Regions from separate parts of the Sus scrofa genome. Here region 1 is linked to region 2. Evidence: chromatin contacts called from public HiChIP or PLAC-seq data. All regions are on one chromosome and are shown on one strand. Each heading gives the region's core, a stretch centred on a gene start, on an enhancer-like site or on the middle of the called end of the contact. The rest is flanking DNA. Distances are from core to core; before and after follow the strand shown. Region 1 holds the start of MAFF (transcription factor MafF). Region 2 holds the start of GTPBP1 (GTP-binding protein 1).

Evidence for each region. HiChIP or PLAC-seq counts read pairs in DNA pulled down with a chosen protein or histone mark.
Region 1: an H3K27ac HiChIP or PLAC-seq map of alveolar macrophages shows a contact between it and region 2. The contact joins the promoter of MAFF here to the promoter of GTPBP1 in region 2. A contact is called at or near these places in 1 of 47 Hi-C or Micro-C datasets (liver) and 2 of 2 datasets of contacts at active chromatin or transcription factors (alveolar macrophages and skeletal muscle).

What each region holds. Positions count from the first base shown.
Region 1 is chr5:9,694,737-9,697,436 of Sscrofa11.1, reverse strand. MAFF (transcription factor MafF) reads left to right here and starts at 1,309. Exons shown (of 3, transcript XM_001924465.4): 1 at 1,309-1,629.
Region 2 is chr5:9,320,705-9,323,511 of Sscrofa11.1, reverse strand. GTPBP1 (GTP-binding protein 1) reads left to right here and starts at 1,320. Exons shown (of 12, transcript XM_021091480.1): 1 at 1,320-2,807. JOSD1 (josephin-1) reads right to left here and starts at 1,580. Exons shown (of 5, transcript XM_013988199.2): 1 at 1,169-1,580; 2 at 18-838. The coding sequence starts at 202.

The sequences.
Region 1 (2,700 bases), core at 60-2,559, 370 kb before region 2:
TAAGCAAATAAGCAAGATAATACCCCATGGAGATATTAAGTTAATATAAAAACGAATTTCAGGGGTTCTCGTCGTGGCTCAGTGGTTAATGAATCCGACTAGGAACCATGAGGACAAGGGTTCGATCCCTGGCCTCTCTCAGTGGGTTAAGGATCTGGCATTGCCATGAGCTGTGGTGTAGGTTGCAGACACGGCTCCAATCCCATGTTGCTGTGGCTGTGGTGTCAGCTGGCAGCTATAGCTCCCATTGGACCCCTAGCCTGGGAACCTCCATATGCCACGGGTATGGCCCTAACAAAAAAAAAAAAAAAAATTTCAGAGGTGGGGGCTTTCAGGAAAGGTCTCTCTGAGGCAGTGACATCTGAGCTGACCTGAAAGATGAGAAAGAGCCAGGCAGTGAACAGAAGAGGAAAGAGCAAGTGCAAAGGACCTGTGGCAGGAATGAGCTTGGTGTGTTTGAGGAACAGTAAGAAGGGCCGTGTGTCTGAAGAGTAGTGGTGCCAGGAAGGTGACAGGAGGTGAGGCTGCAGAGCTGGGGAGAGGCCAGATGGCTGGAGGCCAAGGGAAGGAGTCGAGTTTATATCCTAAACGCAAAGGGGAACTTTTGAGGGTGTTCAGCCAGAGGGTGGGAGTGTGTGAAACAGTCTCATTTTTTCATTTTGAGAAGAACATGGTCTGAGATGTGAAGAAGCCCTGTAGGGACAAAGCGAGGAAGCTCTCAGGGGGCTGTGGCTATTGTCCAGGTAAGTTGATGGTCCCTGGGTCAGGTAGTAGGACCAGAGGTGGGGTCAGATGCAGGTAGTGTTGGAGGTAGAGCCAGCCTGACTGGGGGGAAGTGAGGAAGGAGAAAGGGGTGGAGCAAGACTCCTGGGTCTGGGCTAGAACAGCTGAGATGGTGGAAACTGGGGGTGTAGGATGCTGAGGTAAGGTTGATGCTCAGGAGTGGGATTCTGGGTATATGCAGTCCCCATCTGGTACCCACATGTCGGAGCTGAGTGGGCAGTTGGATTCAGTCTGGAATTTAGAGAAGCTGTTTGCTCTGGAAATACAAATTTGGGGCTCCAGAGCTTATAGATGGCATTTAAAACCACGAGACCAGATGAGATCATTAAGGCAGAGTGTGTAGGTCGAAAGGAGAAGAGGCCCAGGACTGTGGACTGTAAAATGAGACAAATGACACCTTCACCCGCGCAGCTCTGGTGAGGTGTCACGTGAACGCCCCCAGCCAGCGCTCTAACTGGGATTGAGACTCCAGGGGGCGGGGCCTGGGTGTGGGCGTGGTCTTTGCCGGGGAGGAGCTGGTGGGGGCGGGGCTGAGGAGCCGGGAGGCCGCTCCAGGGGCTGGGGGGCGGCCGGCGCGGTGACGTCAGCGCATGACTGGGTTTTTATGAATGAAAGGAATCCTGTGAGTGAGTAATTCCGGGAAGCTCGCCTTACAACTCTGCGCGGCCCCCAGCGCTGCCCGCCCCACAACAAAACTCCGCGCGGCTCTCGCTGGAGCTGGGCTCAAAGCGACCTGCGATTGGGACCAAAGGGGAGACGGAGCAGGGTTCGGGCCAGGACAGCAGCTGGGACAGCAGCGGGACCCACGCGTGCCCGGGACGCCAGGCGAAGCAGGCCGAGAGTCGGGTGAGAGTCGCGGGTTCCGAAGCCGGACGGGCGCGCGGGGCCCCGAGGCGGCGAGGTCTCCGCGACCCCGGAACGTGCCTGGGGCGGAGCGCCGGGGTCCATTCCGTCGGTGCTCCCGCAGACACCTCGCCGGGACGGCTGGCATGGGGAGAGAGGGGCAGGAGGCAGAGGTCCGGTGGGACCGTGACGCGGCCGAAGCAAGTTTGGCCGGTCCGGGGGGACGGGCCCCTTTTGGGGGCGCGGGCCCCCCGGCGGAGAAGCCGGGCAGGAAGGGGCAGCGCGGGCCAGCGAGCGTCAGCGTCCGCCCAGGCGGGGCGGGGGGCGGTGAGTGCAAGTACGTGACTCTGTGAGAACAGTCCCTGGACTGGTGCCCGCGGGCGGTGCGTGCGCGGTTTGTTTACGTCCGAAGGGCGGGCGTGCGTGTGTGTTTCCTGGCCAGCGTTCTGGGTATCCTGCCCGGTGCGTGTGCCGCGTACCTTGGAGGGAGTGGGGGGGGGGGAGAGAGAGATTGATGGTGTGTGTCCGGGCGCTCTCAGGCGGGTGAGGACCCTGGGGCCTGTGTACCAGCCGACTATACCTCGGAGAGAGTGTGCCCGCTGGAATAAACACGGAGTAAGAACTGAGCGAGGGAAGCGGCCCAGTCCATAGTTACAAGGGGTCCGGGAATTCTGTCCCCTTCCTACTGACCGGCGGCAGCCGGGCCCTTGCTCTCCCTGGAGTTTCCCAGGGCCACGACCATGTGACGGAGATATTTGTCCCCCGCCCAGAGCCGGCGCCTTCAGCCACAGGGTGGGGTGAAACATGAAAGATGCCACCAGGCTCAGCTGCGGGAGGGGGTGAGGGAGCCACTCCTGGGCCCAGCACCCTGGTGGGTCTGGCAACAATGTGGGCTGGCACCCAGGTCCTTGTCCCCAGGTTTTCCGGCTGCCTGGGGAAGACAGACCCTCCCTTTGAGACTCTCCTTCATCCCCAGGGTTGCCCAACACCTCAGCCTCAGGAGAAACAGGAAGGGCCAGAAAAACCCACAGGGAAGGTTGGAGGTAGAAAGGGATACAGGCTTCCTCCCTTTGG
Region 2 (2,807 bases), core at 71-2,570:
AAGAAAGGGTCCCCTACCTCTGGAAAATCTCTTGCAGCGTTTCCCGGGTGAAGGCATTGCTGTCCTGGAAGACGTTATTGAGGGCATGCAGAGCACAAAGCTCCCTGCGCTGTTTCTCATGGTAGATTTGTGGGGGTGCTGCCTGGGGCAGCTCCAATGATTCAGATTTGGCCTTGTCTCCTTTCCATGGCACGCAACTCATGTTTTTTGTTTTAAGTTCCAGAGAGGGCTAAAAACACCCTACCCTTCCCTCCTGAGGAGGAATATAAGCTTCTCAGTCTTTTCAGAATTCCTGAGGTCCACCTTAGTTTCTGGTGTCCATGATTTATGCCTTGTCACGGAGAGAAAAGGTTGGAATCAAAAGGAAAAATAATTTCCCTCTCTCTCTTCTCAATAGAAAGGTAAGGTTTAGTGTATTTCGCCACCGCTGTCAAAGTGCAGAAGTTTTAGAAATTCATATAAAACCTAAGTCCTTGTTTCCCCTCTTCTACCTTCCTCTTCCACCCCCTCCAAAAACCCTACAATTTTCTTGCTGTATTTTCCTTTCTGCAAATGCCAACCAGGCCTCAAGGCAGGAGGACCGAACGGAATCGGTCACATCGCTCCTTTTCTTCCATTTCTTTCGAACCACAACGCCACTGACTCAGGAGACAAGGCCTAGGTGGTGGATAAAACGCAGATTTCGAGCAGCTAGCGAGGGCCGGCCAGAGTGGGATCGCGGGCCGTGCTGGGGTCTCGGGGGAGGTTCTCCATCCCCTCGGGCGCGGTGGGGCCCCAAGGGGCCGAGGCGGGCGCAGCTCCCCCGGCAAGTGCGGATTCTCGCCCTCTCGGCGCAGCCCTACGAGGAGACAACTCCTGTCAGCTCCGGCAGTCCGGCCGGCCGCCGCGGGGGACCGGGTGGCGCGGGTAAGCGGCGCGGCGAGTCTGGTCCCAGCCCTAGGGAAGGTCCTGCGCAGCGACTGGCAGGCCCGCGAGGGGTGGGGCCAGACAATACGCCTCGCCCTGGGGGCCCGGGCCCACCCAGCTCGCCGCCCCCACCCCAACCTCCCCGCCCATCACGTGAGTGCAAGCCGAGGCGCCTTCCCACCGGTCCCCTAGCCCCGGCCCTAGCCCGGTCCCCCGCGCCACCCGGACAGCTTGAGAACGCACTGCCGGTTGCCCCCCTCACCGCTGCAGGCCGCCACCTGGAGCTGCGGGCCACCACCTGGGCCGCGTGCGGGCGGGCGCGCGCACCTGAGCCCGACGTCAGCGGCCCCCGCCCGGCGCGTGCTCCGGAAACGCCCTCCTTCGCCGTCCCTGCTCCCGCCCCGCCGCAGCGTCACGTCTGACGTCAGCCTGACGTCAGCGGCGCGGGCTTTGGAGCTGTGGCCGCCAGGTGTTTGGTGGGAGCGGGCAGCGTTGGCCACCCTAGGGGTGCGAGATTGGGAGCCCAGCAGCGGTTGTGGCAGCGGCAGGGGCAGCGACGTCGGCTCGCTGCAGGTAGGGCTGATGCCCGGTTCCTTGGCTCTGTTCCTTCCGGGACTGGGCAGGCCGTGCGGCCGGCGGGAGTCCCGCCCCGATGTCTGTCCCGCCCCTCGCCTCCTTTTCCCTCCCCTTCTCTCCCTCGGGCGTCGGCTCCGTTCCGGGGCGGTGACCGGGCCAGCGGCTGCACGTCAAGGTTCTCCTCACCCCTCCCCTCTCCCTGACTAGGCTTCTTGGGCCCAGTGCTTTCGTGAACCTGGGCTAGCTGCTCCTGCACTGACCGTTTTATGCTTGTCTAGCACGTCGTTCCCCCAGGTGATTTCAAAGTACCTTGTTGACGCGGTCGGGCGCAAATTCTCTTGGTTTAGTGGGCCCGACCGCCTTCACTTTCCAGGAGCTCTCTGGGTAAGTGCCTCTTCGGGAGTCACGTTTCTAGTGGACTAGAGAGTCGTTTCAGCTCCTTGGTGTCATATTTCGGCGTCTTACTCACTGACCACTGTCCTCTCACCTTCTGCTCTGGTCTCACCGTGGCGGCCATAGAGCTTTCCTCTTTTCTCAGGGCCTAAGTGCATTGTGTGTGTCAGGAAGATGAACTCAGTCCTGCATGGATTTTTTTTTTTTTTTTTTTTAACCCAAAGACATGTGGAAGGCATCGGCGAATATTCATCATCCACTGTAGTTGCTCTCCTTTTGGATTTTTGTTCAGGAAGTTGGAAAAACAATAAAAGAAAAGGTCACACTTAACAATTCAGTCATTTCTTTAACCCTACTTCAACACGACTCAACACTGTTAAAAGACAATTGAAAATCTAGTTGGCTAGATTTCAAAATTCAACTGAAAATCTAGTTGGCTTTATTAAACAATTTATAAATCAGGCAGCATCCTATCTAGTAAATAGAAAGGCAATCCGAGAAGCAGTACGAAATAGGAGATTTTTAATAGACAGAAGAAAGTGGATTGTATCGCGGTAGGTCATATTCCCTTTTAGAAAGGCAAGGGGTCTTATCAGGCCGATTACCCCAATAGTGTTGTTCAGGAAATTAGAGACTGATTGTTTAAGTTTCTACTCCTGGTAGAGGCTGAAAATGCAATTAGGTTTAAGTGTTAAATCTTGGTGGGGCTTAATTTTGGGCCTCTTTTTAACACCATTACTCAGCACGAAATTATCACTTAACACCCTTGGCTTGAGTGCCTACCACGAGGTTGGGAGTCCTGAGCCCTGGTCCAAACAACTTTCGAATTACCTTAAATTTTTACAATGTGTAAGCCACCTAAGGTTTACAGTTATATTTGCTTGAGATTTGTAATTGAGGCTTGCAAACATTGCTTTAAGTAGTTTAACTTG